2 separate regions of the Triticum aestivum genome follow, and region 2 is linked to region 1. Evidence: chromatin contacts called from public Hi-C data. All regions are on one chromosome and are shown on one strand. Each heading gives the region's core, a stretch centred on a gene start, on an enhancer-like site or on the middle of the called end of the contact. The rest is flanking DNA. Distances are from core to core; before and after follow the strand shown.

Region 1 (5,775 bases), core at 2,376-4,875:
GAAACCTAGCGTACGGGGAGGGTGTGCGCCGTGTACCATAATGCCTATATTCGGCGCTTAAGGTGCCGAATAGGATTTGGCTAGACATAAGCTGGTAGGCCTTTATTTAGACTAGACATAAGATGGCGGGCTAGACAAAGATTACAAGAGGGACGGTACATCACATGTATTAGGGGTGACCAGACCGATCATGACGGATGGTCAAAGGCCTGTTTGATGGCCTCGATGGGCTTATCGTCGATTGTAATATGTTGCTTCGTAAATGGGAGGAGCGTATGTAGTCATGTCTGAGAGATGTAGCCATGTTGATCAACCTCGTTATCAAATTTCGGTTTCGTTGTTCATGCTCATGTGATTTTATTTCCAAATTGAGGGGCACGCCCCTGATTTCATTTTCAATGCTGAAGAACGAAACCGATAAACAAAGTCATAATGTTTTTTCGAGAGTACGTCAATGGCATACCATAGATTTACAGAAGAGAGAAGTATAATTACAAGATTGCGTCCTAGGTGCGAACACGAAGGACGATACAACACACGCGACACCAACGCCTCACTATCCTAAACTAACTTCTCACAAAAGCGTTGTAGTCCTCCGACGCCCACACCCGCCATCTTTCACTCAGCGATTTCATCCAGCATCATGAATGGAAGGTCGAACGCCGTCTTGTGCTCATTGGTCCTACTGAATACTCTAGTGTTCCTCTGCTTCCACAGGGCCCATGCTACTGCTGTCACCATCGTGTCAAAACCTCTTCGGTCAGCTTCATTGAAACCCGTGCACGCTGCGAGCCACCACTCCGTGAACTCATCCGCCTCTAGTGGCCCTTGCACGTTAATCTGAAGAAGGCCGAACACTCCGTGCCACACTTCCTGGGCATAGGTGCAGTTTGCCAGGATGTGTTCCACATTATCCTCCGCCTGCAAGCACGTATAGCAGGCCGACGGTTGGCCTTGTAGCCCGTGCCTGGCTCTCCTGTCCGACATCCACAATCTGTTCTGTAAGGCAAGCCAGACGAATAGCTTGCATTTGAGCGGTGCCCAGCTTCTCCAAGTGCAATCCGCAGTGGGCGATCTGGTCAGCTCGGAGCAGAGGTAGTGATAGACCGATTTGGCCGAGTAGGAGCCCGTCGTCGTGAGTGGCCAAGTGAAACTATCTGGTTGATCCGGATCCCTCACCACCGTGTTAATCGCATGACCAAGATGCATGAGCTGTATGAGGGCCGTCAAGGAGGTGTTTGCCTCAAAGTCATGTGTCCAGCTCGCGTCATCGAGTGCCTGATGCATCGTGCGTCTATTTGCCGTCCTGGCCGGGACCAAGGCGACCACTAATGGTGCAATGTCCGCTGCCGCCACTCCATGAATCCACCCGTCCTTCCAGAAAAGCACCCACTCGCCCGACCCTACTCTGGTATTGACCAACGCATCAAACACCTCTTTAGCATCATCATCCTTCATCAAAGGCAGTCCTTGCCATGGGCGTTGGGCATCGGTCCTCTTGAGCCATTTCCATCTTACTCTGAGCGCAATTGCCTGCCATTTCAGGACAAAGTCATAATGTGATTGCTTGTCTTTGACGAATCGACATACACCTCAGATTATTCTAACGCCTGTCCGCGCCTACACGCGCCGGCCTCGGCCTCGATCAAGCCATGTCTTGAAGCAATAGTATACATAAATCACAAATATGGAGAACATATTAGAGTACTCTGCATTACAGTGGGCATGAATGATAGTATGCCATGAATCATGCGCCTTTGCCCCTTCGGGGCATACATACATGTGAAACGAAAAGTAGGCACCAACCAAAACGAAAGAGATGGAAAGACACGGGACCCTTTTTGGCAATATGCCAACGACCAACGCCTCAACCACCGGCCTAGCTCATGCTCAGCCACACGCAGGCAGGCAGCAGCGGTAGGGCAGCCACACCCTTTACTCTCTGAGATCCAAACCAAAAAGAAGAAGCAAAGTGTAGGTAGGAGGAGCTCGCGGTAGGAGCGCCGTAGTATAGCAAGCAAACACACGACGAAATTAACCAAGGCACGCGCGCCACCGTCCGTTCCGTTCACGGGCTCCATCCCTCAGCACTCCGGCGTGAGCGAGCGGTCCCTCCGGAAGTCCTGGCAGTAGTAGTAGACCATGTGGCGCTGCTGCGCCCACCGCATCGCCGCGTACTGCTGCCGCGTGAGCCCCGTGCCGGCGGGGGACGCCCGGGCCGGGCGGCACGAGGGCGGGGCGCCGGCCCCGCACCCAGCGACCACGAAGCGGTCGAAGCGCGCCACGAACGGCTGGTAGCTGTAGTCGGCCCGGTGCCGGCCGTCGTCGGTGGCCCAGTCGGAGGCGTCCCAGATGGAGCCGTACGCCCACATGGGGCGGTCCGGGAAGGTGAGCTCCGTCTTGCGCTCGTACCGCCGGACGGGCACGTCGTCCACGAAGAAGGTGATGGCGTCCGGGTTCCAGAGGATGGCGTAGGTGTGGAAGCCGGCGGTGGGGTCGAACCAGAGGTGGAACCGCATCTCCCGCCCGATGATCCGCCCGTCACCGCTGCCGCGGACGTACACGTTGGTCTGCAGCGTGTAGGGCTCGCCGGGGATGGTGCCCAGGAACTCCATGTCGATCTCGTCGTGGAACCCGGGGTGCGCCTCGTTGTTGGACAGCTGCGCGCGCGTATCAGTTAACCTGTTACTGCCAGTACTAATCAACGTTGCATTATCTAGAGAATATATGTGTATGGTGCTTACGTAGAAGGCGGTGTTGGTGCCGGCGGTGTAGCCGGCGGGGAGCTTGATGCGGGTGGCGAAGTAGCCGTTCCTGTACGCATGCTTCGACTTGAACCCGCTACCTGCATAGATCAGATCAGATGTGAGGCGAGGGAATGTTCACCAACATAATCAAGCAGCAGCAAATCAATCCCTCCATAGATCAGCATAAGAGTAGACAACAGTGATCTATCACTGCTGCCACGTCCGTGGTGGCCCAAACCGCACTGTGCTTATCGCCGTGCGATGCACAGGCCGGGGGCTCCTCCATTACCAAAAGGGAAAACGCACTGTGCCCGTGCTTCAGATTCGACACAGGTGACACCGACGATTCAACGTGGCGCTAGTGACGTCTCTTTCGCTACAGCACGGGCCTGAACAGTGAATTCACGTACTAGTACGTGCGTCGGTGACACTGTTGCCAAAAAAACAAGAGCCAAATATACATGCATGCATGCACCTAAACTATACTACTGGTTGAATTTTAAAAACAATTGGCAGTCTTTCCAGAGATGCGCAAAGAAGAAGAAAAAAATTGCACGTACCGCAGGTCTTGTCGAGCCAGATGGTGATGGCCGAATGGTCGCCGGAGAGCGTCTGGTGCTGCGGGCCCCACTTGTTGCTGTACGCGCGGTTGAACACCACCGGCCTGAACCTCGAGCTCGGGTAGTAGCCGGGGGAGGGCTGCGCGTCGGAGGAGGCCACCGCCATTGCCAGGAGCAGCAGCGCCATGGCCGGGAGCAAGGAGGCGCTGGCCATTGTTGCTCCGCGGAGCTGGCTGGCTAGAGCTAGGTGCTCCCTCCTGGTGAGAGGAGAGAGAGAGAGTACACTTGGTAGCTAAGCGAGCTGCTTTGGGGAGAGTGTATGTCCGTGTTGAGACAATATATAGGAGGAGAACAGAGAAAGGAAGCGACCAAGTTGGCCCACTCACACGAGAGGGAGTTGGGTAGTGATGAGGCAGCGTGAGTAAATGATAAATGTGCGGATGCAGGTGGATCCATGGAAGATGAAGGGAAGCACCCTCTAGGTACCCACCACATCTTCTCACCTCAGTTTCACCTGACCTGCCGGCGAAGGATGCTGCCTTTGGCAAGTGCCAAGTACCTAGAGCCAAAGTGCTTGCATGCAAGGGTAATTTCAACGCTGTGCGGCCATGGAACACGGTGCACCAAATGTCCGCTCGTGTTCATTTCCTATATCTGAAGCACTCAAAATAGTTTAAGATAAATATCAACATTCATCCCTAATCATGTTGTGTAAATATTTCAATGCACAATAATTTAAATATAAATATTACAATTCACACATGAAGTTTTCCAGTAAAATAGTTCAATTTTGAATCAACTTATCCGGACATGTTTTTTAGCTCTCCCTCGAAGTGCCCACAAATACTCAACCAGATCATTCTGAAGTTGTTCATGAGTTGCTCGATGGTTATTTGTTGATATTTGGAAGAAAAAAAAATCCTCAAACGTCACCGGATTCTTCTCTGAAAGTTAGATAGGATCACCCATTTGCTCAAATTCCTAACCGTGGCAAACTCCGTCATCCTCATCCTCCACAATCATGGTGGGCATTAACACACAAGCTGCCATCAGCTCGTAGAACATCTGTGCACCTCATACTTTTGTAGGTCCATGAACAATCAAAAATGGGCTTGAAGCACTCCAAATGCCCTCCCGACGTCCTTTCTAACTCCTTGTCTTTGAAAAAAAAGAGAGATCTTTTCTCACCTCTTGGATCAGATATGGTCTTGACGAAGGTCGGCAACGTAGGATAAATACCATCACAAAGATAAATAGCTTATGTTTTAGTCATGACCATCAATGGTATAGTTGCACTGAGGAGCTTCTCCCGCACACACCATGCAAACAATGAAGACCACTATAGCAGGTTGATGTCATTGTGAGACCTGTTGGGGAACGTTGCATGGAAAACAAAAAAAATCTACGCACACGCAAGATCTATCCATGGAGATGCATAGCTACGAGAGGGGAGAGCATCTACATACCCTTGTATATCACTAAGCGGAAGCGTTTATCAATGCGGTTGATGTAGTCGTACACCTTCATGACCCGTCCCGATCAAGCACCGAACGTACGTCACCTCCGCGTTTAGCACACGTTCAGCTCGATGATGTCCTCGACTTCTCGATCCAGCAAGAGAGACGAAGTAGTAGATGAGTTCCGGCAGCACGCCGATGTGGTGAGGATAGTGGTGAAACTTTTCCGCAGGGCTTTGTCAAGCACAACAGTTTAGAGTGGAGGACGAACTAGAGGGGGAGGGGGCACCGACACACGGCTTGGGGATTCGTGGTGTGTGGCGTCCCCTCCCCTCCTCTCATATATATAGGTGGAGGGAAAGGAGAGGTAGCCCTAGGGCGTGCCCCAAGGGGCCGGCGGCTGCCCTAGGTGCCTGCCTAGGCGCCCCCACCCCCTCTTCCATATTTGGTGCATGGGGGAAGGAAAGGGGGCCGGCTGCCCTAGGGTGCCCCTCCTTCCTTCTGGCGCGCGGGTAAGGGAGGTGGAGCGCGCCCAGGCCCCTTGTGGGTTGGTGCGTCTCCCTCCTTGGCCCATGAGGCCCACCAAGTAGGTATAACCTACCAGAACCCCTTCCTGCACTTCGATGGTAATCCGGTGCATTCTGAAACCTTTCCGAAACCCGAATACCTTCATCCTATATATCAATCTTTACCCCCGGACCATTCCGAAGCTCCTCGTCATGTCTGTGATCTCATCTGGAACTCCGAACAGCATTCGGTCACCAACATACATAACTCATATATAGTACCATATCGTTAAGTGTGCGGACCCTACGGGTTGGAGAATGATGTAGACATGACCGAGACGCTTCTCCGGTCAATAGCCAATAGTGGTACCTGGATGCCCATATTGGTTCCTACATATTCTATGAAGATCTTTATCGGTCAAACCTTTATGACAACGTACGTAGTTCCCTTTGTCTGTCGGTATGTTACTTGCCCAAGATTCGATCGTCAGTATCTGCATACCTA
Region 2 (5,775 bases), core at 895-3,394, 110 kb after region 1:
TAGGGTTTTGGAGTGGTAATTCATAGCTCGTCAATCATCATGCGTCCAGGCCAGGGAATAGCCGGTGTCGGCATCATTGGAAGAACTGGCTTTTGGAGAAGGTGTGGTGTGTGTGGTCTCAAAGCGCATGCGTACCATGTTAGGGCTACGCCTACGGGACGCCTGTCGCTGTTGGGTCCGGTACGTGGATTAGTCGTCACTGGTAGCTAATTGCATGCCTGAATCCCGGCAAAACGAGTCAAAGCAGAGCACATCACACATATACGGGCAGAAAAGAAGTTGTTTTATTAGAGCAACAGCGGGCCGACCCAAACGGGCGGCGTATTTGTTCGCTTTTTGTTTTTTTGGATCGGCCGCCCACCCGGCGTCCGTTCAGTTTTGCATTTGGGTCGAAAATGCTCCCAATGCGCCGACCCATTTCACGTCTGCATCAATTTTCTTTTTAAAAAGGTTCGCGGCCGGTCATGTCAGCGGCCATGTCTCATCATGCCGGCACCATGCCAGCGTCGACATACAATGCCGGCTTCAGAAAATATCACCACAGTTAATGCTGGTGCATTTGCCAGCACACAGAAAGGGTGAGACTTGAGTAGTGGGGCGGGAGCGTGCGGGCGGGACGTTTTTGAGGAAAATGGGGGGAATGGTGGCTCCTACCACCGACCGGCGGGCCCGGAAAGAGGAGTAGGCGCACGCGCATACGTCTCGTATCCGCGCCGACGCAAATCCGGCTCGACAATGGGGGGCCGGCAGGCGGACAGGAAGCGGACGCGCGTCCGTTTGGGTCGGCGCATTGGGCCGACTTTTGTGTCTATGCCGACCCAAACGAACGCCAGTGGACGAAACGGGTCGCCCCATTGAAGTTGCTCTTATTATCCATTAAGGGATTAGTCCTTTAACAAAATGATACTTTCTCTGTTTACTTTTATAAGTCCTGAAGATATTGTAGATAACATGTAAATCAGTCTATTTTCAGTTGTATGGAACGACTTATATAAAAATGAATGAGGGAGTAATTTCAGATTATTTCAAAGGACATATTTTCCTCTCGGTGGAAGGAGTGTCAACTCCCTCGTGAAAACACTCTGGCAATGCCTTTACTTTGTCCAGGGAATCTCACTCGCATTACGTACGCATTGCTTGTGGTCGACGTCACCAAGTTGCAACAACACAACAACCACTCCCCATTTGGGGTCGTACGGCGCATTTCGCAATGAACACCCAATATTATCTGCGTTGCACGCGAGGATACGCCAGACATCCCACATGCACCGGCGCGTCGGTGCGTACGTACGTGGCCCATCGGAGGAGCAATACAACACGAGATAAGCAGAATCCAACTGGAAAGCTAGATCGAAATAGCCAAAGAAACAATTAATCATACATGTACCACTACCCTTACGTACAGCATATGGGTGCATAGAAGTTATGTGCATCTACCAAACCGGGGCCCCACTTGAATGAACTAAAGAAATGCGGCACAGTGTGTGTGAGCTTTAGCACAGTGTGTGTATGCATGGACATGGACTGTACACGTGAGGCCAAGTCCAACATTTCCGCCAAATACTGATCCCTGCAAAAAAACAAAAAAAAAAACAATCTTTCCTCCTTCCCCAAGGCCTCGCGGCCAAACACATGCACAATTTGGCACGGCCTCTGCTCATATGGACCCTTGAAAGTTTAGAAAGAAGCAGAATATAGCTAAAGTGTGACTTGAATCGAACACTCATCTAAGATGATCAGATTTGCTTAATCTTAGGTGTTGTAACCTTTGGCAAAGTTAGTCACAAACCAAACAACTCCTTCACACTCCATACACACGGTACATGTTTGCCCTAGAGTCAGAGCAGGAAAAAGTGTGCTTTTCCATGGCAAGTGCAGCTTGTTTGTGCCGAGATAATTGCCCTAAACTGAGCCTCGTCCTGTGCTCCCATACGTGCTTTCCGTGCGTGCATGCATGTGAGGTGTTTTGGCGTTACTCCTGCGACCATCGAGATGGATCGCTTTCATACTGTCGGTTGACGCTTGCCCGCTCTGATTATTCGGAGCATGCAATGATTGTTAATTCCTTGTGTGGATCAGCTTCCACAGACAACCCGCCATGTTCTCTGAGCTCGGAATTGCGACTCCCGGGCGTGTACACACTGACGTCGACCCCCGCCGATGGAGCATGCATGTTCGGGCCTCTGCGTAGAGCGGACCGTATCTTTCAACAGTGTACAATTATTAGTGCGGAATTGGAGATAGGAGGAGGAGTATGATTTTGTGCAGTACTCGACCGACCACAATGGACGTAATCAGGAGCCTGTCGCAGCGCACTATTTACATGATTCGTCGCTTGAGCTCTTGGGCTCTGTGCTGATCTTTCACCGTTCGGGTGAAATTTTTACACGCTGAATCTGAGGCTAGTCATCTTCGGGAGTAACCTAGAGCCGGATGCCCCGACCCCTTCTCAAACATCTAGGCAGTCTGTTCGGCCACTGACCGGTCACGAAATTTTGATTCAGACGAACATCTTAAACAGGCCTCAAACGTCTGGATTGACCGACATCCCTCATATCCAGCCTAAATATAGGACGGATATAAGGCGTTTGGGCGCACACGCACGCATCCGTCACGTCGAACTGGTCAATGCGGGCCCACATGACCCTACATATATTCATCCCCATCCACTCGCGGGCCAAACCTTAGCCACTTCACTCGCCTCTTCCTTCCATTCCCTCCGTCACTCGAGCTCACCCGCGGTGATTTTTCGCCATCTTCGGCATGGCGTGCAGCGGATCTGACTCTGACCAATTCGGATCCGTCGACTTACGTGTCATCTTGTGCGGGGTGGAGGAGGCAATGTCGGTCCGTATTGCACTCTGCCGCTGCCAGCAGGACAGCGCCAGGCCGACGGACGGATATGTCCGGCGTGATTCCATAGCGTCGGCTCAACGGGAGCTCGGGTCCTCTAGGGCTGGATCATCGCGGTCCCGGTAGTCGGAAAATCTCTCCTTCCCCATCACCGGTCGGGCAGACTTTGAGTCTCACCGGGAACGGGCAACTCGTCGTGGGAAGGAGAGGATAAGGGCCGCCGACGCCGGTATCATGGTGGAAATGGCGGCAGCAGAGGTGGCTGATGCGGCAGCACAGGCGACCGCAGAGGAGGAAGCCATCAGCGCCCGCATTGTGAAGAAACAACAGAGGAAGAACACGTGCGCCCTCACCCGAAGCAGAATCGGGCAGTCCGTGCCATGGCCGGACTGCCACCGAAGGAGTAGCAGGAGGAATGCGACGACAAGGACAGCTCCGGCGACGAGCAGACCCGACTCGATCCCTACTGCGTCTTCAACCGGTACTTCCATGAGAATGACGACAAGGGTGTTGGGAAGGGCAAGGGCAGCCCTGGATGATCTCCATCATAACCAAGCATGCCAAATTTGGGTAGTCCGATGGCATGGTCATAGTGATGGAGTAGTTGGATGATGTGTGTAACGCATCGACGTAGTTGCATTGCATGAGTTTATATGAATTTGAGATATGATAATTGATGTGCCTGGATGTGGATTGCATTATTTGAGGCGTGACCGGTCAGTGTCGGCGGACGCGCCAACGGCTGTAGATGCTCTTAGGGTAACTCTAATGCCGGGACGCATTTCGTTTGCTCGCGTTCGTTTGGGTCTGCGCAGACAGAAGCCCGCGGTGACACATTTGATCATTTTGTCTGTTTCGTGTCTGTGTAGATGCAAATCCGCCTCAAATTTGGGACGAGTTTGCATATATACACACAGGAGATGAACGCGTCGCACGTCCATTCGGTGCTTGCCCGGACCCATGCGGCAGCCGCCCAACGACCATGAGCTAGTTTTTTAAAATGCCACGTGTGCGGCGGATCCACCTATCCATGCTCACTCCTCTCCCCTACCACCAATGGTCAAACCCTAGTCCACCTCCATCGCCCACCGTCAATGACATTTGAACCTGGACAGGGTTCTAGTGCTTGTCATTGTGGTCTCTGGCGGCGCGCACGCGGGGGACCTCTGTTGCCGCCGCGATCTACTCCTCGACGACCTCCACCACGACCAACGTTTGCCAAGGACTCACCCCACTCGGATACATAGTTCTACGACGAGTACGACCAATGCGTCGGGCATGCTTCGCCGCTCATGCACACATGGTCCAGCGCACAAAGCCGCCCGTGATGAAGAAGGAGGACTACGAGTAGGATGAGGCCCTCAAGCAGGCCCTCAGGGCCTCTGAGCTGGCCAAGCTCGCACAGTGGCCTGACCTGCCACTGGCGGTCCACACATTGGCGGTGGAGGGCGCCGACCCTGTGCTCGTGTCGCGGCCGATGTCGTGGCCACTACAAGGGGTAGTGGGGTAGTCGTGGACGTGGGCTTCCACGTTCCCGTGCATGGCCAAGCCGGAGGAGGAGCAATAGGTGGCGCCAGCTACGCCAGTGGGCCTGGTCACTGCACCAGGAGCGTGGACATATCAATGGTCACCTCTGGTGTCCATTGAGCCATTGACCTCATCAGCGACGAGGACGAAGACAAGGACCACAAGCTGTAGATATAGTTTTCTCAGTTTAATTTATTTTAATGAACAGAATTTTGGTGGCAGTATATCCTTCCACCTAGGGATAGTTACCCCAAATGTCTCATACATTATCATATAGTAGTATATATACTATTTTATTATTAGAAATATTTTCATAATATATAAGATAATTCAAAGCGAGTTATATAAAAAAATCACAAGTTGACCCATGATTTTTATTATATTTATGAAATACGTACATAGTTGTACGTAAAAAAGATCATACTCAAACTACGATACATATTAGCAAAAAAATAGTATATATACTACCTAAATATTTTTATATACTACATACTATATGTACATACTTTTAATTTGATAAATACTACATACAACATATACAAAACACAAGCAGTGGTAAGTAGTACTGGTGGTAGTAAACATTTGTCCTATAAAATGCAGGCTGGCGGACACGGGCGGACTTTTGGTGTCTGCCTGGCCACTCAAATGAACAAAACACAAACGCATTTCCTGTCTGCTTGTGTCGGCCTGTTGGAGTCTCCTTTAGACTAGTATGATCTATATAACATTAGTCTATATTACTACTTTCAGAGCATCTACAACCTCTCTAATTTGATACCCTATATGTTCATGGACGCGGCCTGCTGGAAGTGACCGGGCAGATTTCATTTGTCCCACTCCACAACCACGTCTTCTATATGTCTGCATCCAAATTCATACAAACCCATGCAAACTACGTAGATCATCTCACAGAACATATAAGCATAGCAATCGGACATAGATAGGGCGATCCGACATAGAGAAACTAAATGCCATCCAAAAGGGCCAGTGGAGTTCATACTTAACTAAAATGCAAATCAAAAGGCAAAACATACGGAGCCGCACGAGATGGGTGTGGTCCAACCAGCTGGCGTGCATATATTTTTTTTCTCAATTTGGTCAATTTAATAATTTAAAAAATGCGAATACAAAAACAAAAGGTTGTGAATTCAAAAAAATGTTCCCATCTATTAAAAAAAGTTCACAAATTCAAAGAATGTTCATGAACTCAAAAATGCTTGTGAATTCAAAAAAAGTTTACGAATACAAAAGAATATTTGTAAGTTCAAAAAATGTTTGAGAACTCAAAAATGTGCATGAAATTTGCAAAATATTCATGAACCTAAAAAACTTCAATGTTGACAAAATATTGGCATGAATACAAACAAATAGTCATGACTTTTAAAAATGTTTGCG

The links. Hi-C and Micro-C count contacts between places; a contact is called where the count stands out from the background.
Region 2: a contact with region 1 is called in a Hi-C map of leaf, with 6 times the contacts expected there. The contact joins the enhancer-like site here to the promoter of LOC123148044 in region 1. A contact is called at or near these places in 3 of 5 Hi-C or Micro-C datasets (leaf and root).

What each region holds. Positions count from the first base shown.
Region 1 is chr7A:541,517,854-541,523,628 of IWGSC CS RefSeq v2.1, forward strand. LOC123148044 (probable xyloglucan endotransglucosylase/hydrolase protein 32) reads right to left here and starts at 3,626. Exons shown (of 3, transcript XM_044567400.1): 1 at 3,308-3,626; 2 at 2,745-2,845; 3 at 1,658-2,660. The coding sequence starts at 3,521. The coding sequence ends at 2,085.
Region 2 is chr7A:541,630,832-541,636,606 of IWGSC CS RefSeq v2.1, forward strand. No RefSeq gene overlaps it. Among protein-coding and RNA genes, the nearest start is that of LOC123152055, 6.6 kb to the right of the region's middle. Within about 2 kb of position 2,145, at least 6 of the 8 cell types and tissues checked have an H3K27ac peak or open chromatin away from gene starts, as enhancers often do. A contact at or near this core is called in leaf, where this site is marked.